Linked DNA regions of Mus musculus: regions 1 and 3 are each linked to region 2. The links are chromatin contacts, called in public HiChIP or PLAC-seq maps. All regions are on one chromosome and are shown on one strand. Each heading gives the region's core, a stretch centred on a gene start, on an enhancer-like site or on the middle of the called end of the contact. The rest is flanking DNA. Distances are from core to core; before and after follow the strand shown. Region 1 holds the start of Ccl8 (chemokine (C-C motif) ligand 8). Region 2 holds the start of Ccl2 (chemokine (C-C motif) ligand 2). Region 3 has its middle 24 kb from the start of Ccl8.

Region 1 (4,591 bases), core at 412-2,911, 80 kb before region 2:
TTGATCATAACTTCCCATCACTTCACTTTGAATAAAAATGCCCATGTTACATTTGCAAATCAGTGTAAGCTTTTATTTCAGTTGTTCATATAACAGACAAGGATGAGAAAACACGCAGCCCAGGCACCATCTGCTTGTAACATCTCTCTGCCTGGAGAAGATTAGGGGAGAACTTCCAGCTTTGGCTGTCTCTTAACTCAGGTGTGAAGGTTCAAGGCTGCAGAATTTGAGACTTCTGGTCAAGGATCTCCATGTACTCACTGACCCACTTCTGTGTGGGGTCTACACAGAGAGACATACCCTGCTTGGTCTGGAAACTGTGGAGAGATGGAAGGTTCAGAAATAGTGCTCAGAGCATGGCCCACAGCTCGACAGACCCCATTCACTCTTGCTCCAGAGGTGAAGGAGCTGCTTGGCAGGAGGGGAGGATGAGGAAGGGGTGGAAGGGAGAACCCTGAGGAGGAAGCCCTGATCTTGCTGCCCTACTTGAAGCTTTCTCATCTATTGTGGAAAGGAACTGGGGAAAATCCCTCTGAGCTCCTGGAAAATTACAGATTTCTTCTCTTCCAGTCAGTCTCCCTATGTGGGTAAGGCGTGGTCCAGATAAGAGGCTGTATTTGTTTGACTCACTCATCTGTGTGTCCTGACCACTCTCCCTTGACTCTGACTGGGTTTTCTGGGCAGGAATCACTTACACCACAGCTTCCATGGGGCACTGGATATTGTTGATTCTCTCGTAGCTTTTCAGCACCCGAAGGGGGATCTTCAGCTTTAGTACATGAAAGCAGCAGGTGACTGGAGCCTTATCTGGAAGCCATTTTGTAAAGAAAGAGGGTTAGGGGACATCTCAGAGTCCTCTCATAAGGGAAGATGAGGGTTGGGCTGCACCTAGGAGTCACTGTTCCCAAGTTTTGTATCTAGGGTCTAGTGACAGAATATGTCTTAGGAGTCAGTGTCCTCTGTTGAACCACAGGATTCCTCACTGATGACTGTTTATCATGAGATCTCTTTGACTGATCCCATACTTCTGACACAGGAAAGTAAGTCCCAAGAACTCGCTGTCCATCACCTTGCTGCTGTGGGCTTAGAATCAACCTATTTTATTTTTTAATCTAGGAAGCCCCTCAGTGTACAAATATCCACATATGGTTCTGGAAGCCACTCTGGATCAAGATCCCAAAGCACTTCTTCAAGACATCATCCCTATCACTCCCCTATTGCTTGTGATGTCCTTCTCACCACAGCCACTTCTGGGCCATCTCCTCAAACAAGGAGAGGGCAGTATCGGTAGTGGCTGCATGCAGCATCGTGTCCCAGGGCTGATGTCATGAGACATCACAGGGCCTGGCCTCAGTGCTCTAAACACTCACTGCTGGTTCTGCCTAGCTTTGACACACTGGCTTTTGGCTAACTTCTTCCATACTCTCAGTCTGTCCATCTTAAAATTGCAGATCATACAGCAGCTCTGGGATGCCTTGTGCTCAGATGTTAGTGCCTGCTAAACCATTTCCCTTAGGAAAGGAGATACCTTACCTGGCCCAGTCAGCTTCTCTGGGCTGACAGGGACAGCTATGAGCAGCAGGCAAAGAAGCACTGCGTAGATCTTCATGTTGAAGGCAAAGATTTTGGAGTGAAGGCTAGCGTCCTCTCAATCTAACTCTGCTAGTCTGGAGGCTCTAATCTGCCTTTTATAGGGAGCAGGGAATCTGCAGATAGAGTTGTGCCTAATGGGAAATGAAAGCAAGATCTTTGTTATGCTGAATAGTCATCAGATCATGAGATGATTTCCCGGCAGCTGGAAGGCAGCTCAGCAAGAATAAGATGCTAAAATCTTTGGCTAACTTAGACTATGAGACAGAAACTTTGAAGGGCAAGCATCTGAAACCAGCAGCATGGAGGAAGCAGTCCCACTGGATCAGGGATTCTGAAACATAGAAATGAAAAACATCTGTATAGAAGAAAGACTAGAAACCAAGGTTACCATGGAGTAAAGAGAGGTTAGATGCTTCCTTTTGGAGGGTGCTAGGAGACCAGAGAAAGGCCTAAGTCTGGTCCCTTTTACACTAGGCTTTTGCAACCCTAAGGCAGGTGGGTTTTTCAAAACCCAGATGGGCTCCAAAGAACCCTGAAAACATGATAGACTCAAGTCTCCTTCTCTTCCGTCTCCTCTTCCTTTTTCTTCTATTACTAGGAATTTTACATGTTAGCCAGAACCTTGCACATGACAGCCAAGTAAGTATTCTACTACTAAATGGCAGCTATACCTCAGCCCTTCTTTTGTAGTTAGTATTCTAGATGAGGATTAAGTAGATCTGGCTCTTCCAAATTTACTTTGTCCCCAGGCCGTCCTTGTTGTATAATTCTCCCATATCAGTCTGAAAAATGCTGTAATAACAGAGTTTCTCTACTATGTCTGGCCTAGCCTGAAAGTCCTGGAGAACTGGGCACCACGTGTGGATTCTGGAGGGGCAGGGATCCTGCAGCGGGTGGCATCCTGCAGGAGCATAGCTCTCTACATCACAGAGCTGTTTTCTTGCAGAATCCTTAATGTATGTATGACTTTTGTCTGGGAACTTCAATCACAATAACTCTGTTGGCCAAGCATCCTGTTCAATGTGTTTGGAGGCCAAATAGTGTTATGCTCAGTCTCATTCCTCGTCAGTGTAAGCAAAGATTCCTGACTAGTAGGCAGGAAGAACATCCTCAAGTGAGGGATATAGTTAGTAAAGCCACTCAGAATTAAATCTCTGAATTATATCCAATCTATTAAGCCACCATGAGCTAATGGCTAATATTTTATGATTTTTCTGGGTTTTGACCTCTGTCAGCTACAACATTTAAATGCAACACACAGTAGTACATTATATCTAAAGTTATAACAAGCAAGAAGACACCATGACCTAAAACAAACAAACAAACAAACAAACAAACAAACACAAAAAACCCCAACAACAACAAAAACAACCCAAAGAAACCAAAGCAAGCAAGGCCAAACTCCTCAGTATGTCATGAGTCATCACACTCCTTAATCCAAGTGATTATTTTCCCTGTGTCTACAGAGTCTTTTTCCGAAATGAAGACTTGTTTCAGACAAGGTTTGAAGTGTGAGAAGGCAAACAGACATAAGAAAGCATGATGGACTAAGGGCATGGCTTACTAATTTGAACCTTCCCTGCAGACATGATTTATCACACTGTTTGTCACTTAGAAAATATTAAAGAGAATTTCAAATGCCTAAGACAGTTTTCAAAATATCTAAACATGAAAAGAAATGATTTAAGAAACATTGAAACGGAGAATTGGGAATGTTGTTGGACTCAAGCTTAGGCACTTACAATACCCAACTGTCGTCGTAAGTGAAGAAGAACACGAGTCAGCATTTCTGCAGGCCACAAAGGCAGCAGGAGTTGGTACAAGTTTGAGGTGAAATGTTTGAACCAAAGTGTTTATCACCTTTAGTATTAAATGAATCTAAGAGTTTATAATCTTAATAGTTAGAGCACAAAACCAGACACACTGATTGATGTATAAAAATGAGGACCCAAATAGAAGTCTGCACACATACTCTGCCACCTACTACAGAATTTTTTACTATGGAAATCAGTGTGGAGGGTTCTTCCAAATCCTAGGAACTGATCTATACCACTTTTAGACATCCACCCAAAGGACTCTGTATCCTACTATGGAGACACTTGCATATATATGTTCAATGGTGCTCTATTCACAATATTCAGAAATTGAAAAACAACCCAATGAAGATGTGGCACATTTGCATAGTGGACTATTACTCAACTGTTAAGAAAAACAAAATCTTCTTAGCTCCAAACTTTGTCTCTGTAACTCCTTCCATGGGTATTTTATTCTCTATTCTAGGGAGGAATGAAGTATACATGTTTTGGTCTTCCTTCTTCTTGATTTTCTTGTGTTTTGCAAATTGTATCTTGGGTATTCTAGGTTCCTGGGCTAATATACACTTATTAGTGAGTGCATATCAAGTGACTTCTTTTGTGATTGGGTTACCTCACACAGGATGATATCCTCCAGATACATCCATTTGCCTAAGAATTTCATAAATTCATTGTTTTTAATAGCTGAATAGTACTCCATTGTGTAAATGTACCATATTTTCTGTATCCATTCCTCTGTTAAAGGACATCTGGGTTCTTTGCAGCTTTGGCTATTATAAATAAGGCTGCTATGAGCATAGTGGAGCATGTGTCCTTATTACCAGTTGGAACATCTTCTGGGTATATGCCCAGGAGAGGTATTGCTGGATCTTCTGGTAGTACTATGTCTAGTTTTCTGAGAAACGGCCAGACTGATTTCCAGAGTGGTTGTACAAGCTTGCAATCCCATCAGCAATGGAGGTGTGTTCATCTTTCTCCACATCAAGGATGGACCATTTAGAGACTGCCCCACCCAGGGGTCCATTCCATAATCAGTCACCAAACACAGACACTATTGCATATGCCAGCAAGATTTTGCTGAAAGGACTCTGATATAGCTGTCTCTTGTGAGGCTATGCCAGTGTCTGACAAATACAGAAGTGGATGCTCATAGTCATCTATTGGATGGAACACAGGACCACCAA
Region 2 (4,352 bases), core at 297-2,796:
AGGTAGTGGATGCATTAGCTTCAGATTTACGGGTCAACTTCACATTCAAAGGTGCTGAAGACCTTAGGGCAGATGCAGTTTTAAATAAAGTTGTAGGTTCTGATCTCATTTGGTTCCGATCCAGGTTTTTAATGTATGTCTGGACCCATTCCTTCTTGGGGTCAGCACAGACCTCTCTCTTGAGCTTGGTGACAAAACTGTGGGAAGAGAAAAGACACTGTTAGATGAAGTTCAGTCTGGTATACATGGAGGGGCTGTGTAGAGCTCAGCGGGGGAGGGCAGGTAGAAAAAGGGGACTCAAAGTGACCTGCTTCTCCTGCAGGTTTTCTAAGATAAGCTTGTGGAGTAGAAAGGGCCTGAACAGCAGCCATAGAGACAATGCTGTTGAGAACTGCCTTTGCCTTCTTGGCCTTGGTTTCCCCATTGGATCTGAGTGTGTGACTGACTATAAGTATATGAGGACCATCCCTTGTTCTTAAGGAAAAACCTTTGGACCAGGGAGGGCCGGGGTATGTAACTCACACTACAGCTTCTTTGGGACACCTGCTGCTGGTGATCCTCTTGTAGCTCTCCAGCCTACTCATTGGGATCATCTTGCTGGTGAATGAGTAGCAGCAGGTGAGTGGGGCGTTAACTGCATCTGGAGAGTAAAAGAGAAGCACATTAGGACAGGAAAGATGCTTCTGACCTTAGAGAAGAGAAGGACCACGGGGAGAAGGCAGTTTCAGCAGGATGGGATATAAATGCCAATACATCAGATCTGGGATGTGATCTTTGACAACAGACTCAGTTATTTGCAGCTTAAAGTAGGCTCACAGTCTTGGGTAGAGGGATGCCATTAAAACTATGTGACTCTGGGGACTGTCATTTGGGGGAGTTAGAAGTCAAATTACTATGACCTGAGAAGATTACCTGAGTACATTACTGTAGGCTGCAAAAAAAAAAAAAAAAAAAAAAAAAAAAAAAAAATCAAATCATGAGTATCTCTGATCCCAACCACCTCCGCTAAGCTGCTATCTCTGGAAGCAGGGCTGGGTGAAACACAGCTCGGATCTTGGATCTCTTCCCCTTTCTCCTCTATCTGGAAAAAGGCACCAACCCAAGCCTCTGTTTGATCACCCAGGTTCCCAAATACTGAGGGAAGTAACTGGAACAGGAACTATATGAAGGTGTGATTCCAAATTTAGATCTAACAATTAAAATTCTAGTTGCTTTCCAGAAGCAATCTTGTAATTGGGTTGGCTCTTTGTCCTTCCTTCTTTATGCTCCTTATCTTGGTTAAAGAAAAAAAAAAAAGTACCTGACCATGTGAGACTATGCTATCACAATCCACGACAATTCAAAAATGGGGTGATATGCTGGGAAGGGAGCTGGGGGGGTCTCACCTGGCTGAGCCAACACGTGGATGCTCCAGCCGGCAACTGTGAACAGCAGGCCCAGAAGCATGACAGGGACCTGCATGGTGGTGGAGGAAGAGAGAGCTGGCTTCAGTGAGAGTTGGCTGGTGCTGGTGCTGGGCTGGCCTTCCTCCCGTCTGGCTCTCTGCACTTCTGGCTGCTCTGAGGCAGCCTTTTATTGTAAGCCAGGGGGGTGGAGTCAGGCAGGGTGCTTGGTGCCAAGGAGTAGCATCACCCTGGATAAGTGATGGAAAGTGGAAGTTGAATCCGCTGAGTAAGTGCAGAGCCCTCGGGTGTTTCCAGGAAGTGGAAGAGAGAAACTGTGGGTTGGAATTTGGTATTTTTCTAGCCACTCCTGGGAGCAAATGAAGCTGCGCAGGGAGTAGGGGGGGGGGGGGGGAAAGAGGGAAGAATTGGCAGTAATTGTACTACTGTGACCACAAGTGTGAATGGAGTGGCTCTGCTTTCACTGAAATAAAAGGAAGTGGCCAAGGAACCTAAAGTCCTTAGGAAGAAGATGCTTGGAAACACAGCCTAGCTTGCCCCTGGCTCAAGGAACCTTGCAGCTGGGAAAGGACCCCCAGTAAGTCGGCTGAGTCCTTGGTTATCAGGCCTTGTTGAATACAGCATTCTCTCCACTTGGTGGTTACCAGATATTTTGCAGCACTAAGAAGCTTTGTGACATTGATATGAACTGTCTGAGTTGTAAAAGTCCAGACCTGGAAAGCCATATACATGAGCTCATGGTGCAGAAGAAATTTCTATATAAAACTCACCTAGTGCTTACTCTGGGCCAGGAGTGGTTGGAACCCTTCACAGTGCAGTCTCTAATTTCCCCAGCTCTGGTAAGTAGATGCTGTTACTCCCCATTCTCAGATCAGGCAGCTGAGGTCCAGAAGGGTCATGTAGGTAACTGCCCTAAGAGTCCCTGGAACAGGACCCAGGTAGCTCCAGCCTGGCTATCATCACATTACCTTCAAACTAACAGACAGCTAACGGGCCATGGAGAAACATGCCTTTTGGTTAAGTCATGATGAATTAGAAGCCTGTGTGTTAGCGTTTACTACTCCTGGTAGCTCTCTGCCCTGTTTCCTTCGTGATTTCCAGGGACCATGAGTGAGCCAACTGGAATGTCTGGCTTAATTCAGCTTTCCAGGTTTAGATTTCTTCACAAACAGTGTGATCAAAGCGATAAAATCTGAAAGCCCTTAGAATTCATTTCAGCAGACTCTTGATAAAAAGAGTGGCGCTCTCACATGCGTGCCAGTGGCTGAGCGGAGTCTTCCACTCAGGTATCTTGATTTCCTCCTTCCTCTGTAGCATCCTTTTGAGTCTTTCCTGATTGGCAGAGTTGTACCCAAGATTTGTCTTTCATAGAGAGTCGTGGAGACAATGACTGTAAAGGAATGGGGGGATGCTTGGAAGAGAACAGTTCTGAAGTTAATATATTTGTGATAGGAAATAAGCTTTATCAAACAAGCTGCTGTGTTTATTCCATGGCAAGTGGTCCTTAGCAGCATTGTGATGGCTTACCAGGAGCCAGGCATAGTCAGTTGTCAAAAACCTAATTACCCATAGGTAACACAGGTGACACGGGGTGGGGGTGGGGCTGGTGCTTCCAGAATGCTTCCCTGGACCTGAGATTTGTTTTTTGGTTTTTCGAGACAGGGTTTCTCTGTATAGTCCTGGCTGTCCTGGAACTCACTTTGTAGACCAGACTGGCCTCAGAAATTTGCCTGCCTCTGCCTCCCAGGTGCTGGGATTAAAGGCGTGCGCCACCACGCCCGCTTGGACATGAGATTTAATGTCTCACAATGGATGTTAGTTTCCTAGTTTGCGGTACCTCTTGGGACCCTCCTTTTGTTCACCTATATCATGATCTTGCTAGTCACTGTCCTCCTCCTGACTAGTGTCCAAATTGTTCTGGATTTAGCCCAATTCTTTTCCTGTATGTCACTCAGTTTCCCTCAAATATGTGAATTATTTCAGGATTGGAGGCAGTAGTTGTGCGTAGTCATTTCTACCCAGAGCATCTCGTTGCTACCTCCACGAAGTTTTCCTCATGTTCATAGATGCCCACAGCTCATCTGTGAGAATGTTATCTATGAAATCTAGTCATTCTTTTGGGCTTTCTGTAGCATGAACAAGTTGAGAGATGCCATTATTATGAATCTGAGACACAAGAACCCCAGGGAAATTGTATAGTGTTGCATTTTCTTTCTATGTGAGGAAGCCTTTCCTGACTGAGATGCACAGATTCATGTGGTCTACAGTCACAGAAAAAGGCCCCTGGCTTTGTGGGCAGGCTTCTGAGCCTGGGAGATCACCATTGCAAAGTGAATTGGCCGCTGCAAGCTTCAGTTAGCACAGGAGGCAGCGCAAATGTGAATCATAAACGAAAGAAAGGAGAGTTATTGTCTGTTTCCCTCTCACTTCACTCTGTCAACAAAGGATGTTCTTCCCAGCGGGCAGGTCAGAGGCAGAGTAGGATAAGAGCGTGGAAATTCCCATTCTGAGGCAGTATTGGAAGTTCCCAGACCCTTCGGGAGAGATATTTAGCTGGAATGTGAGCTCCAGATGCTGGGCCTGCAGCCAAGCAGTTCTCTCATGGGCCGGAGAATCTGAAATGACTCAACAAAGGCCTAGTCTGAGCTCTGGCTTGGGAGCAGCCAAGGGAAAGGCCCGGGGAAGAGATGTAATGGGGTGAGGACTGATAGAACATCAATCCCCAGCCTCCCAAGAGCCTTGGGCCTTTTTATTTATTTACTTATTCTTTAACACCCAGATGGACAATGGAACGTTTTTTCTGAGTGAATAACCTTCTTTTCCTTCCTGCACATGTGCCCTGGTCAGTGTCACATCCTCCCACTCAGTGTCAGAGTGGGAGAAAGAAGAAGTGACAGTGGACTTTCTAGAAAGATCAGAAGCACTTCCTAGGCCCTCGGCTGGCCACTT
Region 3 (4,779 bases), core at 353-2,852, 100 kb before region 2:
CACCAAAACGTCTTTAACTGACTCAATTAAACCATTACCCTTTTTGTTTGTCTTGTTTTCTATTTTATAAAACCTGATTGTGCAGTTCTCAGAGGTGGACTTTGTAAATGTCAGCATGATGTTGCAGTATCCAAAGGTCTGTTGCCTCGTAGATGTTTCCAGCAAGGACTTGAGTTGCCTGGTATGCACATAGCACTGTCAAAAACCCTGTACATGTTGGACAAAGGCTAGAATAGGCAAATGTCCTCCAAATAGTCGCATTTCATCTGGAACCCTTCCTATCCTTGTCAACACCAGGGTCAAGCTTATGCAACTGTGATGTTCTGAGGGGCTGTGAAGCACTTCACTTTTTACATCACTTAAGAACAGCTTCCTCTGTGAACATTATACATAGGGTACCCAGTATCTTAATTTCTAATTACTTTTATCCTATACCAGTAACCCTTTTGGCACCTAGAAAGACTCAATGCTGTGCATCTGAGCTTGCCCACTCATCAGGATACACATATTAGTAACATATATACAAAATGCAGCTGTGAGGGATAATGGTCAGTATTGCTTTACTAAAGCATGCTGGTTGAAAGCCATGTGTAGCTCTCCCTGCTCCTCCCAGAACCAGCACAAATATGATGGGTACTTCAAAGACAGGGGATTTCATCACTTTCTGACAGACAGTATGGCATCTACAAATCATGCTATTTCCCCCCTTTTCAATGCACTTTGTATACCTCTAAACATCTGTAAAGATGAGATGTTTCAAATTAGGACTTAGGTTTGTCTACTGGATATACAATACTGTTGGATTTAACACCCACAGACCCACAGACCCATAGACCCACACACACACACCCCAATGGGCATATCTGTAGGTGTCTTCCAGTGAAAATGCTCTGGCCTATCACCCATCAGTTCTCCATTTCCTCATCATCTCTGTCATATGTGATATGTCCACAGACCCCCCTCCCCCCACCCCAATGGGCACATCTGTAGGTGTCTTCCAGTGAAAATGCTCTGGTCTATCACCCATCAGTTCTCCATTTCCTCATCATCTCTGTCATATGTGATATGTGCACTTACTTAGCTGACGATGTTGCAGTTTCCTTTCCAAAGTTCCCACTTTAGAAGAGGGCCTTCCTACAAATTTGAACACAAAGCATAGAAAAGATGCTAACTTTCTAACTTGACTTTTGCCACACACCAGCTTCCTCTTTAATAGCTAGAGTCTACATATAATAAATATGAGGACTCATTTTTCTAGGATGTGTACAATACATCCAGATGACTAAGCTTTCCTGATACATCGTAGCAAAATCATTTACAGTCTCTGTGCCTCCCTCTTCCTCAGCCCAATACGAAGCACAGACAGCCCCCTTTGCTCTCAGAGGCAGTCTAACAAATCCATTCCCACACACTGGATTTCCGGAGCTTAAAAATCTGTTTACACAAGGGATCATTCTGCTGCTTCTACTTTCAGACGCATTAATCATGTTTAAATGTCTGGAAAGACAGGCGATTTCATGTAAAAACCTTTTCCCTATATACACAGCGGCGGTGAATTAAACCACATGTGTAGCAACTGTTGCAATGTCAGATGTCTGCCAAATGTGACCACTCCTTCCCCTGCTTCCTGCTTTCTCTCAGTCTTCAAATCAGTGGACAAGCACAGGCCTACCACATGCTCAGAAATGATTCAACAATGTTGCATCAAAATACCATTTGCAGAAACAAGCATTCCTATGAATTTCAACATGAAGTGTATAAAATGCGCTAGCTTCACTAGCGGCTTTATCTCCTGGCAACTGCTTTAACAAGGCATGGACCTATTTGTCCACTGTATTTACTTACACGCACGGCAAGGCAAAATGTGCTAAACATCCAGGGAGCCAGCATCCGAGGGTCCAAGAGTAAGCCCAGCAGGACTTTGCTTTTGCCATGCTGTCCCCCATAGCTGAATGAGCAGGAGAGGACCACTCAGCTCCTGGGCAATGTTTCATAGTGCCATTTCCCAAAGACAGTATTTCATATGGACTTTAGCAAAAAAAATTGCTACCAAAGTGACATTTTACTGCCTCTCCATCCAGCAAGGACTCAGTCGGCACAGCATGTACATGGCAGTTGGAAGTAAAATGCGCATGTGTAATGACGGTAATAAATTGAAAATGTCATAAAATATGTGTATCCTGAGCCGGAATCCTTCTGTTCTCTACCACCCCAGTGGGCTAAAATGTTCAAAATGTTCAGAAATCAGTCTTTCCTTAGAATGCTAATGCCACGTATATAAAATGTATTAATTTACTGTTTTTGTTGTGTGTAGACTCTTTAGTAAGCAAAGTGAGCAGCTGCTTTCAGTGGGGGATTCCTGTGCCCTTTATAAACACTATATATACAGTGAAGTAAGAAAAAAATGGGCCAGGGGTTCATGAGTGCTTAGTGCTCTGCTGTGCCTTCTCCTGGGAGCCAGAGCCCAGGCAAAATAAGCCAGGACAGGTTTGACTACTCCCTCCCTGAAAAATGACATTTCATAGAAATTTTTAAAAAAAGGAACACACACACACACACACACACACACACACACACACACACACACAGGATTTCTTTTACTATTTCTTCTTGTATAATATGTAAGGCATCCATCTCAGAACATCTAGAAAATCTAAACATGTTAAAAAAGCATTTAACATTGTCAACTCTATAGACAATAAAAAGGAATAAAATGCACACACACACACACACCAGTTGTATTAAAGATATCTCCATGTGGTCAGCTTGGCAAGGGACCTCCTCATCTGCATTCTGGTCTTGGTGCTCCAAAACACTGCACAAGGTGGAGTGTCTCTAGAGGCGATCCAATGACACCATTATAAAAACTCACTTCTAGCAGACATTTTTATGAGTTTAAAAACAACAGAGAGACTTCTTTTCTAGTTCTACTCTATCTTTTGTTGGCAATCTCTACATATCTGCAGTGTCCAGATATTTGAGTTGGCTTCTCTCCTGCTGTGATAAAATACTGAGGGCAGAAAGGGCTTATTTCCTATTACACTTTCAGGTAACAGTCCATCATTAAGGGAATCCAGGGGAAGAATTCAAGGCAGAAACCTTGAGGCAGAAACTGAAGCAGAGGCCAAGGAAGAACAGTGCTTAATGGCTTGGTCTCCAGTGTTTTCTTAGCTAGCTCTTTTTTTAAAAAAAAAAAAAAAAAAACAGAACCCATGACCTCCTACCTAGGGGTGTCATGATCCCCAGTGGTATGGGCCTCTCACTTCAATAATTAATCAAGAAAACGGCCCTAGAAACCTACCTACAGGTCAATTTGATAGATGCAATCCCTCAATTAAGATCCCTCTTTCTCAGATACCCCTAGTTCGTGTCAAGTTAACATAAATTAACCAACACACCAGAATTGGCAAAACATTTTAAAGCTTGACAGATCTTCCTTAGCAATGTCCAATTGGTCACATGTGGTATGTCTTGTCATTGTTTCTCTGAAGTGGAAAGGAGGCCAGCTACTTGATGGCCACTCACTACTCTTCCTGGGAGTCATCCTGGCTCTCTTGCTTTCCTGGGGGCCATTAAGGCCTTTCTTTGTTTGTCAATGAAGGGAAGAGGTGAGGTCAGAGTCTTGTCCACAGGGCAGTCATCTTACAGCAGTGCTGAGCTGTACAGATCTGACTTCTCTGATTCTGAAAGCCTCTCGGAGGTGATGTGATATCTGCTGGTTACCATTACTTTCCTATGCCATGTATGCTCCCACTTAAAGCCTCCAGATTCTTGAAGGAATGGCTAAGTATTCTCCTAGGTATTAGATCATGGGTGACCTGTCCCTATTAGTTCTTGGTAGTGGGTCAGGGGAGGAGTTTGCTGCTGCCTGGAGTTGGGCAGGTTCCATTGCTGGTAGGAAGCTCTCCATATCACTAGGCTATGGCTGGCAACACCAATACCTTGGAGTTCCTGCTACAAGCCAGGGTTCACTTTTACAGCTTTACTCAATAGCCTCTCAGGATCTCCTTGAAGGAATTCTGTCACCACCACACTCAAACTCGCCCCAGCAGCTCTCTAAACTGTGGAGGAAGAGGCCATGCCCCTGAATGGGGATGTTATATTATAAAAGCTGGCAAACTCACATGCAAATTCAAGGAGATACCTTATTGAAACAGGTTTATTCCAGACTTTAAAAGAAGACATTGAAATGCCCCAAATAATTGAGAAAATCTTTAAAGACAATACTATAGAATTTTTTTCACCTCATGAATATTAAGTTAATAACAAAGTGTACATTCAAGATTAGTTGGAAAAAATAGGCTTATAAATGGGTTGGTACTAGATCATGAGATATTCTATGAAAAAAGAGAATTAGGATTACTACTTTTCACTGCCTCTAAAAGTCAATTGCAGATAGATCATAGCCCCAGATGTGAACAGAAAAATAGGAGCCTCTATAAGAATATGTGAAAATATATCATGTTCTTGCATGAGAAAAAGTTTTAACAGAAAACAAAGTTACTATTAATTACAGAACATAATGGGAAACTAGACCATATTGAAATCCTGAAACTCTTTCAATAATTTCTAAGGAAATGGAAAGGTGAGTCACAGGTCATGATAACTTCTTACTCATGAGTCTGAGAATGGAGCTCTGGTTAGAGAACTTCTAACTCAAATATCCAGAAAATCTCCTAAGAGGGGATGGAAGATGAAGACTATGATTTTATAATATCGAATACTGAATAAACATCTGAAGAGATGCTCAACTTCATTAATCATGAGTGGAATACTGAT

Evidence for each region. HiChIP or PLAC-seq counts read pairs in DNA pulled down with a chosen protein or histone mark.
Region 1: a contact with region 2 is called in a CTCF HiChIP or PLAC-seq map of the NIH/3T3 cell line, with 18 read pairs. The contact joins the promoter of Ccl8 here to the promoter of Ccl2 in region 2. A contact is called at or near these places in 3 of 39 promoter capture datasets (the SN4741 cell line, liver and macrophages), 2 of 15 datasets of contacts at CTCF or cohesin (CD8 T cells and the NIH/3T3 cell line), 3 of 484 Hi-C or Micro-C datasets (bone marrow-derived macrophages and liver), 1 of 115 datasets of contacts at active chromatin or transcription factors (microglia) and 4 of 9 other capture datasets (adipose tissue, liver, macrophages and 1 more).
Region 3: a contact with region 2 is called in a CTCF HiChIP or PLAC-seq map of the NIH/3T3 cell line, with 21 read pairs. The contact joins the enhancer-like site here to the promoter of Ccl2 in region 2. A contact is called at or near these places in 4 of 39 promoter capture datasets (the 3T3-L1 cell line, 3T3-L1-derived adipocytes, cancer-associated fibroblasts and 1 more), 1 of 15 datasets of contacts at CTCF or cohesin (the NIH/3T3 cell line), 1 of 484 Hi-C or Micro-C datasets (uterus), 2 of 115 datasets of contacts at active chromatin or transcription factors (bone marrow-derived macrophages and embryonic fibroblasts) and 2 of 9 other capture datasets (adipose tissue and pancreatic islet).

What each region holds. Positions count from the first base shown.
Region 1 is chr11:82,112,255-82,116,845 of GRCm38.p6, reverse strand. It overlaps Ccl8 (chemokine (C-C motif) ligand 8), which reads right to left and starts at 1,661. Exons shown (of 3, transcript NM_021443.3): 1 at 1,534-1,661; 2 at 696-807; 3 at 47-317. The coding sequence starts at 1,609. The coding sequence ends at 212.
Region 2 is chr11:82,032,771-82,037,122 of GRCm38.p6, reverse strand. Ccl2 (chemokine (C-C motif) ligand 2) reads right to left here and starts at 1,546. Exons shown (of 3, transcript NM_011333.3): 1 at 1,386-1,546; 2 at 523-640; 3 at 1-197. The coding sequence starts at 1,461.
Region 3 is chr11:82,136,479-82,141,257 of GRCm38.p6, reverse strand. No RefSeq gene overlaps it. Among named protein-coding and RNA genes, the nearest start is that of Ccl8, 24 kb to the right of the region's middle. Within about 2 kb of position 1,602, at least 59 of the 459 cell types and tissues checked have an H3K27ac peak or open chromatin away from gene starts, as enhancers often do. A contact at or near this core is called in the NIH/3T3 cell line, adipose tissue, bone marrow-derived macrophages and 3 more, where this site is marked.